Regions from separate parts of the Mus musculus genome. Here all the other regions are linked to region 1. Evidence: chromatin contacts called from public Hi-C and targeted proximity ligation data. All regions are on one chromosome and are shown on one strand. The core of a region is the stretch at or near the end of the contact, and the rest is flanking DNA. Distances in the headings are between cores, read along the strand shown. Region 1 holds the start of Ctsf (cathepsin F). Region 2 holds the start of Cnih2 (cornichon family AMPA receptor auxiliary protein 2). Region 3 holds the start of Npas4 (neuronal PAS domain protein 4).

Region 1 (4,846 bases), core at 903-3,402:
TTGTAGAGTGCCATAGACACTCAGAGAGATTTTAGGCATCCAAATTTAAAAAAATTTTTGAAGATATATATTTAAAGCTCCGCAGTATCTTTTCCTTAAGAGTTATAAAAAAATATGAGTAACATGGGTAACATTAAATTGTTGACAAAACATCTCAAATGCTTGGCTGTAATAGCCAGTTCCAATATCTATTTTAATTTGATTTGGAACACCAAGCATAAAAAAAAAAATCAACATAGGCAATGACTGACTATACTTTTAGTTGCTTTTCTTGTTAAAGCAGTTGTAATTAGAAAGACTAAAAGTGTATCAATAGTCACAATGTGCATATTTCATTTTTCTAAAATCAAAAATGAGTATCTATTTGCAATAATTGATTAAGTAAAAGTCCTCAAGAATTAACACCAATGGGTGGAACAGGTAGAAGCTGAGGACACTGAGAACAATTCTTTACAATATGCCATGCACATTCTATAAAAATGCCTACAGCACACTATTCAATTATCTGTGTTGAAGTAGGAGGAAACTCAAAAGAGCAAACGTGATCTAGTCACGTAAACTTCTCTCCCATAGAAGTGCTGTTTATAAATACAGTAGATGCATTCTTTTTTTTTAAAGTGATAAGCACGATTCTTTTTTTTTTTAAGATTTATTTATTTATTTATTTATTTATTTATATTAAGTACACTGTAGCCGTCTTCAGACACTCCGGAAGAGGGAGCCAGATCTCATTTCAGATGGTTGTGAGCCACCACGTGGTTGCTGGGAATCGAACTCAGGACCTTTGGAAGAGCAGTCCGTGCTCTTAACCCCCGAGCCATCTCTCCAGCCCCAGTAGATGCATTCTTTATGGGATACATTGTGGAGAGACCTATAGGGTACTGCTAGGCAGGAATCTGACATTGGCCAAGGACAAGGAAACAAGCCTCAATCTTTAGGTTGTAATAGGGAAGCAGGACAAGGCAGAAACTCCAATCTCGGGGTGGTACAAAAGAAGCAGGCCCTGGGCAAGATCCAGGCTTTTGGCCTGTCATGCATGTCACTACTGGAGTGGATGTAGCAGTCTACATAGGCCCTGTTTTGAAGACAAACAAACCAAGGGAACTGTCTTAAAGACTTCAAAAAACTCCTTCATATATACATACCCTGCACACTCCTCACGTACACACAAGATTTCTGTGACAAGGCTGATTTTAACCGCTTTAGATAACATACGACAGCTCCTTCAATGAGCTGAGGATAATTTTTGCCTCTCCGATACAAAACCAATGGATTTTTGTATCCAAGCAGTTTATGGACATTTCCCTTTCAATAATAAAAAACCCTCCTTTCCGGTCCCTCTCCAAGTGTGCAGAGGCTTACGAGAATGCATCTTGGTTTATGATTCAATTTGTTATTCCCTCATACATTTTTACACTTTGGAGATTTTTTTCCCACCCTCTGTTTTCAGTTGTGACGCTGTCCCTTGGCAGTCCTGGAACACAGTGCTTTTAAGTGATTTACGGTACGATCCACCCTTTGCACAGCTTTGTTGATTATATAGATGTCTTTTAAGCCTCACAACAGCCAGACTCATGTAGCCTACGCTCAAATTCTCTTAGGTATCCAAGAATGACCTTGAACTTCAGAACTTTCTGTCTCTTCCTGAGTGCCTCACCAGGCTAGGTTTATTCCGTGCTCGGGGATGGTACACAGGGCATTTGTGAGAGCTAGGCAAACACTAGCCACTGAACTACCTACATCCTCTGGTCCCACAACCCATAATATTACTGACCGTCTGGTGAATGACAATAGGTGCCTCAAAGGTGAGATCACACCGTGAAGGCAGGCTGAGGAACCAATTGTTTGGGTTCACCTCTTATCAGAGTCATCTGTAAGCTTCTTTTTCTTTATCTACGCAATGGGACTGCACTGACCTCACAGGTCTGCCATGGTTAAAAGGATCTGGCTTTTCCTGCGTAAGATAGAAAAGGGCGTAGATTCTTATTTTATTGTCAACCTAGTGTCCTCTCCCCTCACTCCACCCTCTCCACCCCCCCACCCACCCCCCCCCGCATCCCGCACCCCGTGGTCCACGTGCCTCGCGTAAATAAGCGAGCGCGCAAGCGCCAGGAATCGGTGCCCATTGGCCGCCCCGGCGTTCTCCAACGTTGTAGGGAAACTCTCTGTGGCCTCTGACAGCAGGCTCCGCCTCGGGTCTCTTGATCCGTGTGTTTGTGGGTCAGTGAATCCGGGCGAGCAGCTTCGACCTCGCTATGGCGCCCCTACTGCAGCTTCTGTGGCTGCTGACACTGCTCTCGACTGTGGCCCTGAGCCCCGTCCCCGCCAAGCCCTGGGCAGATGACGAGCAGGCCTGGAACTTGTCGTCCCAGGAGCTGCTGGCCCCCGCCCGCTTCGCGCTGGACATGTACAATTACGGCCGTGCTGCGGGGACAAGGGCCGTGCTAGGAGCGGTGCGCGGACGCGTCCGCCGGGTGAGGACGCGCGGGGAGCGGGCGCGGGGCCTGGGCCCAGGAATGGTGCAAGGTGGAGTTTGGCTTAAATTTGGGATGATGGCCAGGACAGGGGAGGGAAGGACCTGTTTAGACCTGTATCCGGTAGGGAGGCACAGATGGGCAATGGTCTCCTAAGAGGAGTAAAGGGGGAGGGGATGGCTGGGCCAGCCCCAACTTCTTCTCCATCCAGGCCGGCCAGGGCTCTCTGTTCTCCCTGGAAGCCACACTAGAGGAGCCACCTTGCAATGATCCCCTGGTGTGCCCACTGCCTGAGACGAAGAAAACAGTGGTGAGTGAAGAGGTCAGCTATTGTTGGCCCTAGCTGGCAAACAATTGGAATGGTGGGTCCTGTCGAGGCATTGGTTACTCCTGAGATACCAAGTTAGAGACCAAGATGCTCTGAAAGGGTGGGTGTTGGGGTGCTGGGTGTCTGCTGCTGGCCTCCCTCTTTCACCAAGTTATGACTGCCTTCCATGTGGCTCTCCTTTGAGGAACTTCTAGCTGCTCTTGCCAGGACCTTGTTTCAAACTGTCCCAAGACCGTCTTCTTTCTATGCCTCCAGCTCTGCAGTTTTGAAGTCCTGGAAGAGCTAAAAGAACACTTGCTGCTGAGGAGGGACTGTAGCCCAGTGAATGCCAAGGTCACAGGTGCTGGGATTGCTCAAGGAGACTGGGAGAGCCCAGACCATACTTGAGTCAGAATCCAGCCTTAATTACTTCTCTGTTCCGACCCTATCCAGAGTTTAGAAATGCGACTTTCAGCTCATTCCTTCCATTGTTGGACAAGGATCCCCTGCCCCAGGTGAAGACCCTGTGTCGAGGAGAGACAAAGGCCCCTTAATCCTCTTTCCCTTCTCTTCTCTTTCTCTGCACGCCCCTTCTCTCTCTTCCCCCTCACTTCCTCTTCCCATAGTGACTTCCCTGTCTTGGTCCTCCAGGGTAGAGCTCAGTCAGCTCACTGGGGTCTGGCTGGACTTGTAAGTGAACATCCTTCCGCCTTCCTAGGACTTCTCTGTGAAGATGGCTCCACTCTTCAAGGACTTCATGACCACCTATAACCGGACTTATGAATCAAGGGAAGGTAGGCCCCAGCCTTGTCATCTGTCTCCGTCAGGCCTGGGCCTTCTCCCGTCACGGCACCTTGATACTAAGGAGATAAAGTACACAGTGATACCTTATTTCCCCGGTGGTAAACTGAGCCAGATCAAGGCAGATAAGATGATATTAACTGCTGGTTTATTGGGAAGCTGCTCTCTGGCGAGTTCACTGGCCCCAGTGATTAGGCCACGGAAATCACCATGGGAAGAGGAGATGAGGGAGAGAAGGGGAGAAAGGGCCCACACAGAGAGAGAAGAAAAGAAGAGAAAAGGGAGAGTGAGGAGACCAAAATGCCTGGATTGTGTCTGGAAGAGCTTCTGGGTATGCCAGGGTAGGGACTGAGGGGTGCTGGGAGAAGCTGGAGGCCAGGTCTGCCTTGATATGAAACATATGCACCTCAGTCCCTGGTCCAGGGGTCCGAAACCAAACAAAAAGGATCCTGTGTCTCTCAAGGAGCCCATATCCCTAGGGTCCTATCCAGCTTTCTAGGCAGTCATCTTGTCAAGGAGTGGCCTGGTTTCCTCCTTCCGTTTTGTCTTCCTAACCGGAAACCATGGGCTTCATCCCTCTAGGCAGGATGGGTAAGACTTAGACCAGATTTTCTCCTTTGGATTTCCTCTGTCATGGCCTTTCCGGTAACCTCTCCTGGGTGACACCCTTCGGTCTCATTTAGATTACTGGTTTTATATTCAACAAGTCATTGTTCCAATTTGGGCCCCCAAAGTTGAGCATGTCTCTCACTTTGAAGTCGGCTTCCCTCATGTCTTATTCTGCCGGCCCCAGGGATCTATCCTTACAAACAGCTTCAGGGACTATGGCAGGGACTCAGTTAATAAAGCCCTTGCCTTGGAAGCGTGAAGACCTGACTTCAATCCCCAGAACCCACCAAAGAAGCCCGATATGGCGGTCTGGACTTGTAACCTCAGCAACAGTGAAAAAGGAGAAAGAAATAGACTTATCGCAGCCGGTCTAGCTCACTTGAGCTCCAAACCAAAAAGAGACCGTTTGTGCCTCAAACAAAAGTGGAAGGCCTTGAGAAATGACGCCAAAGGTTGCCCTTTGATCTACACACACACACCACTTACTCAACACACGCATGTATGTATACAGAAGTATACACAAAGGCACACACTCGTCTATGCACATATACAAAGGTACACACACACACACCACACATGTGCACACATGTATGTGCATACATGCATACACAAAGTCACACTCTCATGTGCGCACACACACTAATCCACACGTACA
Region 2 (4,846 bases), core at 1,682-4,181, 240 kb after region 1:
AAGATAAACACGCAGCAGGCTTCATTAGCTTGAACCCTGTAACAACCTAATGACTTAGGTGCTAGTATTGCTTTCATTTTTGACTTACAGATGAGAAAACAGGTTAGGTATCTTGTCCAGGGCCACAAGGGCTACTAGGTAGTAAAGTTATAACCCAGTTAAAAGTACTACCCACTTTGTCATACAAGGGCAGATCAGTGAAGGGCAGGCTGGCCTGCTTTGTGTCCAGGGAGGGGTTCATTGCATGGTGGTCTTAAGTGAGAAGGATGGTAGTCATGGAAATGGCTACCCATTGCTCTCTAGTAGCCAGTTTCAAAGGGCCTGTGTGATAGGGGGAGTGACAGTAGAAGGCCCCAAGATACCTTCTATTATGGTGTGTCTGTGTCTGGGGGATGGTGGTGTATTCAGAAATTCCTGAGGGAGCAGATATTTGAGATGAAGCTGTGGACCTGGAAGGAACTGCAGGTAACCTGGGGGAGGCAGGCTGGCAGAGAAGCCTGACTGAGGGGGAAGGGGAGTCCCTTTCCTTCCCCTGTAGCTCCAGGATGAGGCAGCAGGCCCACCACCCCCAAACATCCTAGACCCCATACGGTTTAGAGGAAAAGAACATGGGCTTCCTGGAGGGAGCTGGGGCCATCTGGAGCCCCTCCCCCAATTCCTCATTGACTCTGGGCTGCTGCCTGCCTGAGAGATACAGCAACAGGGTCCAGCAGGGGCGGAAGGGTACCGTCTGTCTGCCCCCGAACTGGCACCACCAGTAGGCAGAGGGTGTCGAGCCTCCCACCCCCCCCAGGCTGCCTGGCGCTGACTCAGCATCGTCTCCCCCCACCCCCAACCCCGGAACAAACAATTCTCCACTGTGACAGCTGACACACGTCATTCACCAGGGTTGCCTAGTGACTAGTGGGTCCTGGGGTTTTACTTCTGAACAGCTTTGACCTGAGGACCACGCTCTCTCTCCTGGACTTTGCATGTGCAAGCCCTGGTTTTACTGATAAGCCTGATAAGAGGACCAAGCTAAATGGGTGAAAAGCTCAGTGCCTCACAGTGGAAGGGGTCCCAGAAAGGTCTGTCGAGAGAACAGAGATGCTGCTCCCAACCTCAGGAGACTTCATCTCGGCCTGGACACTTTGCAAGGTCCAGGTCTTATGCAGCCTGACTCCCCCGCAGCTGCTATGCAACTGTCCTAGGCAGGCTCTGAGCTCCTAAGAAGGGCCCCACCAGGGAAAGTGGAGTTGTGAGTGGGAAGGGGCTCCTTGAATTTCAGGAGCTAGTTAGCTATCCTGCCTGGGTCCCCCCATTTTTTCTAATTCTTAGGACCCAAGTTGTTCTTCCCCCACAGAACTGTCCAAGGCCCTGGGGCCTGGGACAGGAAGCGCATAATGGATTCGAAGTGATGGAGGAAGAGAGAAACGGAGCAGAGGACAAGAAACCCAACTGGGAGACCTAGATCAAGACTGGAGCAAAGTGAGGGGTTGGGCTGGAGATGGTGTGTGTCTGGAGATGCCTGTGGGGGCTCAGGATCTAGTACCTGTCAAAGAGGAAGGAGGGGAGGACAAAGGAAGAGACAGGGTGCTTTCTGGGAGGCAGCAAGTCCCAGAAAGACACAAGAAATGGAGAGCAAGAAAGGTAAAGCAAGAGGGGACGGAGGCACGCTGGATGCAGTCAGATAAGAGAACACTTAAAAGAGGATTAGACCAGGAGATGTGCATGCTAGTAGCTACAACAGAGAGACAGGCCTGTATGGGACCCGTTTGAGTGCATTGGAGGAGGGGCAGCTGGAAGGAGCCGGCAGAGACCTCAACAGTAAGCCAGAGGCTCACAGTTCTAGAGAGGAGAAAGAACCAGGTAGAGGAGGCCCTTGGGAAAGCCCAGGAGAGAACTAGGTACAAGAACCCTCTCCAATGGGAAACCATTTGAGATGAGACAAGAGACATTCTGAAGAGTGAGGTGTGAGGCTAGGCCAGGGTGAGGGCAGACCAGGAGTGAGGGACATGAAAGACAAAAGGCACGTATGTGAAGGAATCAGAAGGAAGCTGGAGAGTCAGAGTGAGACCAGGTGGGAGCTAGGTTTCTTGAGCTGCTTCGAACCTATCCCACTTGGGTCAGAGGGGTCCAGGAGGGGACAGGGTTAATGGGTTCTAAGATATGCGGGTCTTGTAAACAGATGCAGTTGCCATAGCAACCATCTCCATCATTCTGGTTGGAAAAACCCACAAAGGAGAGGGGTTCAGCGGGGGGGCTGGGGGGGCACACAGACAAACTGCCCGATGGACAGACGGGGGTGGATGGATGAGAATATAGAAGGATCAAGAATTCCGCCCCTGCCCAATGACTGGATGAAGCAAGGAGAGGGTCAGGACCTACTGACATACCCACAGACAGGCGGGGGCGGTGAAGGAAGGGGGGGGCTGCCCCGGGGGAAGGAAGCCAACGACAAGGGGGTGTTGGGGGGTGCGAACAGAAACCATGGGGGCTAGTGGAAAAGACCTTTCAAGTTTCCCCGGAGCACTGATACCATCAGCCCCAGCCCCCTCCTGCTCCATAAGCCCACTTGCCCCCCACCCCGCCCCCAGTCCAAGCCCAGTCTTACGTGCCAGATGACAAAGAAGATGAGGGAGGCGCACAGCACCAGGGTGAGCATGTAGCAGAATGCTGCGAAGGTGAACGCCATGGCCCCCGCGCCGGGCGGTGGCCCGGGGGGCGCCAGCGCGGGGTCTGGGCGCAAGGGGACGCCCCCCGGCCCACACTTAGGGCCGGACGGGCATGGCCCACCGGACTCTAGGGACACGGACAGCGCGTCCGGGACCAGGGCCACGAGGCCGTGGGGGACGCGGGGCGCGGGCCGTGGGGCTCGGGGGGCGCGTCCGCTGCCGGCTGCCCGGGCCCCGATCGCTCATCCTGCGATCCCTCGCCCGCGGCTCCCTCGCTCTCCAGCCCGCGAAGCCGGCGGGGCGGAGCCGGGGGCGGGGCCGCCGTGCAGCGGCCTCGGGCGGGGCTGAGACTCAGAGCGCCCCTCCGCCAGCCTCATCAGCCCAGCACAGCCACTCACCCCAATGAGCCCAGTGTTTGTGCACCTCCAGAACATGCAGACCTGGAAGCCCGTTCCTGGTACAACTTTCGGACAACTAAGCCCACTATAGCCACATTCTGTACTCCCGTCTCCACAGAGTGCTGGCTCAGGGGGATACAACTGAGGTCCTAATGTAAAGCAGCGCTTGTCAAAGCTCAGGATAGCTGGCATCTGGCTTCAAGCCACAAGAGGGGACTAAAGTCGGGGACTGGAGGAGGGGAAGACTAAATGCAGGGGGACCAACGCCTGCTCCTTGCTTCTAACTTCATGCCTTGAACGCCTGTCCCAGTGGATGTTGGTGGCTCACCTGACGGCCTCCTGCCAGCCTCCCTCTGACAGATTCATGCTGGGCCCTTGGGGACATCCCATAGCCGCACAGCAGGCTTTCCCAGCCCCAGTATGTGGGTCAAGGGCTTTTACCAGCAAGCTTAAGATACAGTCCAAGCCAGGACCCCCCATGCATCACACCAAACTCTGGACTCCAGTTCCACCCAGCAACTCAAAGCTGACTCTGACCATAGACCACACTCAGTCACCACCGCTTCCTTGCAAAAACCCTTGGCTTATCCAAGGGCCAGTGGAAATTTATTTTTTCATCCTTTTCCATCTTCCCCCAAGTGGCTTTTCCTTGCAAGATGCCTGATGTGACATCAGAGGGGAACCTGGGAGAAGAGGCTCCCTCCCAGAGGGGCAGCCCAGGGACTTAAATACACACTGGAGGGGGAGGACAGGTTGTAGGGTGAGACTGGCAAGAGACAGCACAAAGGACATGGCTTCTTAGGTAAAGACCAAAGGTTTTCTACAGGAAGCTGTGCCAGAGGGTGGGGGCCAGGATTCTGAGTTGGGAGGGGGAAGAGCCCCACAACCCCAAGCTGCACCCACATTCCCCAGAGAAGCAGGTCTGGCCCTGTCAGGCTCTGAGGAATGGAGGAAGAACAAGCCAGATGTGCTGCCTCGGAAAAGGGAGGTGGTGCTGGCAGAGTGAGGGTTAAGGCTGGTGCCCGGCCTTTGGCAAGGTGGGCCTTCCGCCTCCGCTTTCCTCAGGGACAAAGGGGCTCGGTGGGCAGGCAGCACATGGGCCTGGCTCAGGCAGGGCAGGGGGAGGCAGGAGCAGGCTCCCTCCCGGCTTGAGACACAGGCCCCGCAGCCATCCGCCCACCTACCCTAGATGTGCTCAAGACCTAACCGCAGCTGGACGGCTCAAGCTGTGTGGGAGCGATGGAGTGAGGCAGAGATGAGGAAAAGGTGGCTATGGGGCTCTCGCAGCCCTGGCACCTGTCCTGAGGTCCGATGCAGGACCCTGGATCTGAGGCCCTGGATCCCCTGGCTACTGCCTGCACCCAGGGGCAGCAGAGGCAGGGAGGCCCTTGCTATTGGGAAGAAAGGAAAGAGAAACCCAGTGCAGCATACATGGGGGTGAGTGACAGACAGCGGAGCCCTCATTCCAAAGAAAGGTGCGTGGTGGGCATCTTTTCAAGGTACCCAGAGGCAGCAGCGGAGCTGTCCCTGTGACCACCCCAGCCACAGGCTCTGCATGTCCTCCACGGGGGCCCTGACAGGACTGGGACTCAGAGCAGAAGGCAGATGGGCCAGAGGAAGATGGGGAGCCCAGGACACCCCAAAGCTACAGACTCAAATGCCCTAGGAGAGGGAGGCACTTCCTGCCCGCTCCAGGGGCATCATCTGGACAAGGTGCCCTCCCCCAAGTGCCCCTCCTAGCAGCAGCCACCGCTAGCAGGCTTCACAGGGGTGCTGTCGATCTTCAGGTTGGGC
Region 3 (4,846 bases), core at 1,070-3,569, 130 kb after region 1:
TCCTCAAGCTCACTCTGTAGCCTCCGAAACTCCTTAACATCAGTTTGGACCACAGCCAGTCCCTGGCCTGTCTCCCATGCTTTCTCCCAGCTTCCTGTGTTATGCACGGCCTCTCAGGACACTCACACAGGCGGTAGTGTTGAGAAGAAGCTTGGGCCAGGTCCTCGGGGTGTAGCAGTCCATACCATGATTTACAGAGCAGTTCGCTGCGCTCAAAGCCCAGGTAGATTAGGACACTGGGAAGGTGGAAATGATGAGGTCAGCTTTCTGTTTACCTTACTCAAAATGCATGCACTTCACTCCCTCCCATGCTCTCTGCCCACTTAAGCCCCATCCTCCCTGCCCTGAATCTAAGATCACGAATCTAAAGTTCCCTTCTTTCTGGCCTCCCTTCTTACTGGAGTTTGAACACTTTGGGCTTACCTTTCAGAAACGTCCAGTAGGGCTAGGTCCTTAGCATGCCGGCTCTGGAACATGGCCAGGAAGAGAGAAGCAGGACCAGGGCCAGGGCCAGGGCCGGGGCCAGGGCGGGGTCTTGGCTCCAGTGGGGCGCAGAAAGCGGTGAACACAGGGTTTCCTGCCCAGTAGGCCCCAGGTGGGTGAGCATGGAATCGACCTCGAATAAGCACCAGTTTGTTTCCTGAACTCTGGCGCCGGAGGGACTTGGAGGTGTTGAATCGACAACGGAAAAGGCGATCTAGGTGAGCAAAAGGAAAAACTGACTAAGAGGGTGGGCATTGGAGGAGAGTAGATAGTTAGGGCAGGGCAGCAGAGGAGTAAACTGAAGAACCGAGAGGAGGTTCTTACCAGCATCCAGAGCAGAGGGCATGGTGAGCTGCTGGCGCACAGTGAGATGGTCAGCAGGGTCAATGATATCGTAGATACTGTCGCCCTGGGCAACCAGGTCCACCTAGAAAGGAGAAGTGATCATTAGTGAAGGCAGCAAGAGCCTATCTGCAACCAATGATTTTTCTTAGGGAAGACTCCCCCACACTCGCCTCTAATAACTCTGTTTTCAGTAGTGAGAGGCTCATTTTATCTCACATATACCCCAACTTGAGATGCAAGGACTTTTAGTACTCACCATAGAGTGGCCCAGATGCTCGCTCACACTCTCCGACAGGTATAGCAACTTCCCCTCAGCTGTGAATACAAGGAGAAATCCAGGTAGTGCTGCCACAATGTCTTCAAGCTCTTGAGCAGAGAGAAGCCCGGTGGGGCCAGCCAAAGGAGTGCCTGTAGGGTGAGAAGATGTGGTGAGTCAGGATAAGAATCAGGGACAACACAGAAATAAAGAGAACATCTTTTGAGTCTTGGAGAAGACACAGGAAATTCCCATAGACCTATTTCTGCCAACACCTGTTGACCCTATGCTTGTGGATCTTGGCCAGGAGACCTGTTGCTAAAACTATCTAGCCAGGGAGCCCCTGGACTTCCAAGCCTGGCCGGAACCTCAGCAGCCCTCTGCTGTCAGCACTGTGGACAGAGCTCTCCCGAAAGGACTGGGATTCAGCACCGCGGACAGCTCCTGCGAAAAGGGGCTATGGCCATTTCAGCACCGCGGGCAGCGCCAGAAAGGGTGATGGCTTCAGGACGTCGAACAGCTCCAGAGCGCATAGAAAGACCCTCTCAGCATTTTCTAGCACAAGCTACTCTTCCTCATACTTTGCCTTTGCAGGCTTTCCCTGTAGCTTGCCAGGCTTCCTTCCGTACCCTCCCCGGATTCCTGGAGTGCCTCTGAGGCAATGGGAGCCTGGACCATTCTGTTTTAGCGCTCTATCTCACACAAATCCAGTGCTAGGACTATCGTTTAGGCTAGTCTAGATGGAGCTCAGAAGAAAAAGTAGGAAGTCCAGGGTCCCCTCAAGTCCCTTCTCTCCACAGGCTTCCAGCACGCTGTGCTAGACAAGCGGCAGTTTTAGCACATTCCCTCAGCTCCTCCATCCCTGGTCCCCGTCAGCTCTGGTCTCCGGTAGCCCAAGCTGCTCACCTCCAGCAAAGAAGACACCCTTGCGAGTGTAGATGCAGGCAAGACTCATGATGTGCAGGTAGGACAGCCGGACCTTGTCCGCTTCAGCCAACGGCAGCAGCTCCTTGAGGTTCCGAATCTCGGCGTTGATCTGGTCGCGGCGCGCCTTGGAGGCGCCCTTGGTGGATCGGTACATGACTGCCGGCTGTGGAGCTCCAGCTCCGGCTCCCGAGCACCTGCGATCCTTTCCCGATGCACCGGAGGCTTCCTCTTCCTTGCTTCCCGGTCTTTTCGCTCAGGCTCTTGCTCGCTCTCGCTCCACTCCTGGGCTCCGCTCGGCAGCGCTGCCCCCCTCGCCTGCCTCGATCCGCCTTATATAGCTCCTGACAGGCGTGGGGGGCTCGTTTTTAGAGACGGGGGGGGCAGCGGGAGGCGGGAGGCTGGGCTAAAGCAAGCTGCAGAGGGAGCCACTGGCTGGGGAGGGGGGGTGCTCCTCCTCCCTCCCAGACTTCCGACGTCATCCCGTGACGTCGAACGGGAGAGGGAGGGGGCGGGGGAAGGGGGAGAAGGGAGGGTGCAGAGGGGGCCGGCTGGCAAGAGCTGTGCAGAGCCAGGAATGGGGTGCAGGGACCCAGGTTTTCCATTACATTCTATTAGGAGGAGGAACAGTACATGGATTAGGGTGGTCTGAAGCCCTTAACAAGAGAGTTTGTAGAAGGCAAAGCGAGGCTGCTATCAACATAGATTTTTCTAAGGAGGCAAAGGATGAGAAGGGGCTTGGTCCTCTGCCAATTTGCCGCCATCTGCCAGGCAGGGGTCGAAATTACATGAGGGACTTTCCTTGGCTTTTGGGGAGGGGCTAGGTCACAACTGGGGGTCTTTTCTGGGGTCTATTCAATCTGAAAGTCCCTTAGCCAGTTTCAAATAAATAATTCCTTCTTCGCCTCCATGCCCTGACCTGAGGGTCTAAATCTCCAGGATAGGGTGGAATGGTGGTCCTGTGGAGAAGAGACCACTTGAATTCGGTCTTGATCATATTTCCTTAGCACCATAGGAACACAAACATCTCCACTGTGATCTGCAGGGATTCCTTTTTCCTCTATTAGTTCATCTTAGCCACCTGTCGGGGAAACTGAGGCAAAGACCCAGGGCCTGGTGAGGATCTGGATGTGTGTTTGAACCTCTCCCACGATCCCCTCCCGCTTGTCAGCCCCCAAGACGAGCTGTTCCCCCGCCCTCTTGCGAGCCCCAGTCTCTCCGGCGGGCTGGGGGGCGGGGGCGGGGCCGGGGGAATCCCAGCTCCATATTAGGACAGGAATCCTCCGGCGGCTGCGGCGGCGGCAGCGGCGGGCGGGGCCTACCGGCCTCCGCACAGCTCTAGAAAGCTCTCCCCACTGCTTCAGCCGGGAAGAGGGGGAGGCTGCCAAGTAGCCAGGGTCTGCTGTGCCCTCAGTGGCTGCTGCACCTACCCAAGACCCTTTAATTCTGCCAGAGTCCCCTCCCCATCTCCCTTCAATTCTTGCTCCATCTTTAGCTCCAGGGCTCCTCGTTCTGCCTGTGCACTTGTCACTGAGTGAGCGCACAACATACACCTTTCTTTTTTTTTTTTTCCTTCGTTCATTGAGCGTTGGACAGTCTATCTCGGCTTTGTGGGCGCCCCCCACCCCCACCCCTCTAATTTGCACCTTTGGTTTAACTACCTGTCATGTCAGGCTTGTCTTTGTAGTGTGGCCTTTGCATCACCCCACCCCTCCAGACACACACCCCCACACACACCTTTCTTCAGTCACTTACATGCGATTGCTGTCTACACAGGGTATGGGAGCCCTTTTTTTATCCCACAACCATTTCACAAAGGACTAGAGAAACTTTTTGCCCAAAATTTCATTTAGAGTAGGAACATATAAAAGCACTTTTAGAGCCTGAAAAACAAGACCATTTAAAAAGTTGAGGGAAGCCGGGCGTGGTGGCACACGCCTTTAATCCCAGCACTTGGGAGGCAGAGGCAAGCAGATTTCTGAGTTCGAGGCCAGCCTGGTCTACAAAGTGAGTTCCAGGACAGCCAAGGCTACACAGAGAAACCCTGTCTCAAAAAACAAAAACACACAAACAAACAGAACAAAAAACAAAAAAAAATTGGGAGAGAGGGACAGAACTGGCTGCAGAAAGTTAGAGATGAACTTTGACACCAAGGAGAAAAGTTTGTGGTCAAGAAACCCCTGTTCTTCATGGAAAGGGGTGATAGCAAGAGAGGCAACGTGGAGTGAAAAGCAGGGGGTATGGGAAGAGGGTACTTTGGTGACCAGGGCCATGGCTTAGTAGGAGTTCACACTTCTATCATGCTCAAGACTTGAGTGCACTCCCTAGTAATGCCGGGGAGGGGCGGGGAGAGGTTCATGGTTGTAGAGCCCCTATCCTAATATTTTGTACAATTTTAGTTCAGATAGAAAGCATCTACATATACAACCATGTAGCCAGCCAGTGGTATAGCTGAGATGGAGAAAATGGTGTGTGTCTGTAAGACACTGTTTCCAACCTTATGGGTGACAGAAATGGTTTCTTCAGGATGTATTTCTCTCTGGCATGTTTCATCCTTATTAACTCTGATATCCCCACTCAACACCACCACTCCCTGTTCCATTCTCTTCCCTTGGTTTTTGGATTCTCTTTCCATATGCAAATCCAAGATGGAGTTTCTAGATTAGTTTCCCAAAGCTGAGGATGAAACCAGGGCTCTGTGTATGCTAGACAACCATTCTATCTCTGGGGTTCATCTCTGCCCTGTCTTCCTCACAGACAGGTGCTTTAAGCCCTGGCCAGGAGACGTTCTTGATATCTCCTCCACAATAAGTTGCATCTCTCTGCTGGGTCCACAGC

What was found. Hi-C and Micro-C count contacts between places; a contact is called where the count stands out from the background.
Region 2: a targeted proximity ligation map of pancreatic cancer cells shows a contact between it and region 1. A contact is called at or near these places in 1 of 39 promoter capture datasets (cranial neural crest), 1 of 130 datasets of targeted methods (pancreatic cancer cells) and 1 of 9 other capture datasets (adipose tissue).
Region 3: a Hi-C map of nephron progenitors shows a contact between it and region 1, with 2.3 times the contacts expected there. A contact is called at or near these places in 5 of 484 Hi-C or Micro-C datasets (the C2C12 cell line, the G1E-ER4 cell line, the N1E-115 cell line and 2 more), 1 of 130 datasets of targeted methods (large pre-B cells) and 2 of 9 other capture datasets (adipose tissue and pancreatic islet).

The regions. Positions count from the first base shown.
Region 1 is chr19:4,853,013-4,857,858 of GRCm38.p6, forward strand. It overlaps Ctsf (cathepsin F), which reads left to right and starts at 2,153. Exons shown (of 14, transcript NM_019861.2): 1 at 2,153-2,474; 2 at 2,686-2,784; 3 at 3,058-3,142; 4 at 3,235-3,296; 5 at 3,500-3,575. The coding sequence starts at 2,256.
Region 2 is chr19:5,095,590-5,100,435 of GRCm38.p6, forward strand. It overlaps Cnih2 (cornichon family AMPA receptor auxiliary protein 2), which reads right to left and starts at 2,932. Exons shown (of 6, transcript NM_009920.4): 1 at 2,594-2,932. The coding sequence starts at 2,674. Rab1b (RAB1B, member RAS oncogene family) reads right to left here. Exons shown (of 6, transcript NM_029576.3): 6 at 3,618-4,846. The coding sequence ends at 4,789.
Region 3 is chr19:4,987,652-4,992,497 of GRCm38.p6, forward strand. Npas4 (neuronal PAS domain protein 4) reads right to left here and starts at 2,320. Exons shown (of 8, transcript NM_153553.5): 1 at 1,991-2,320; 2 at 1,085-1,236; 3 at 808-910; 4 at 424-697; 5 at 127-236. The coding sequence starts at 2,165.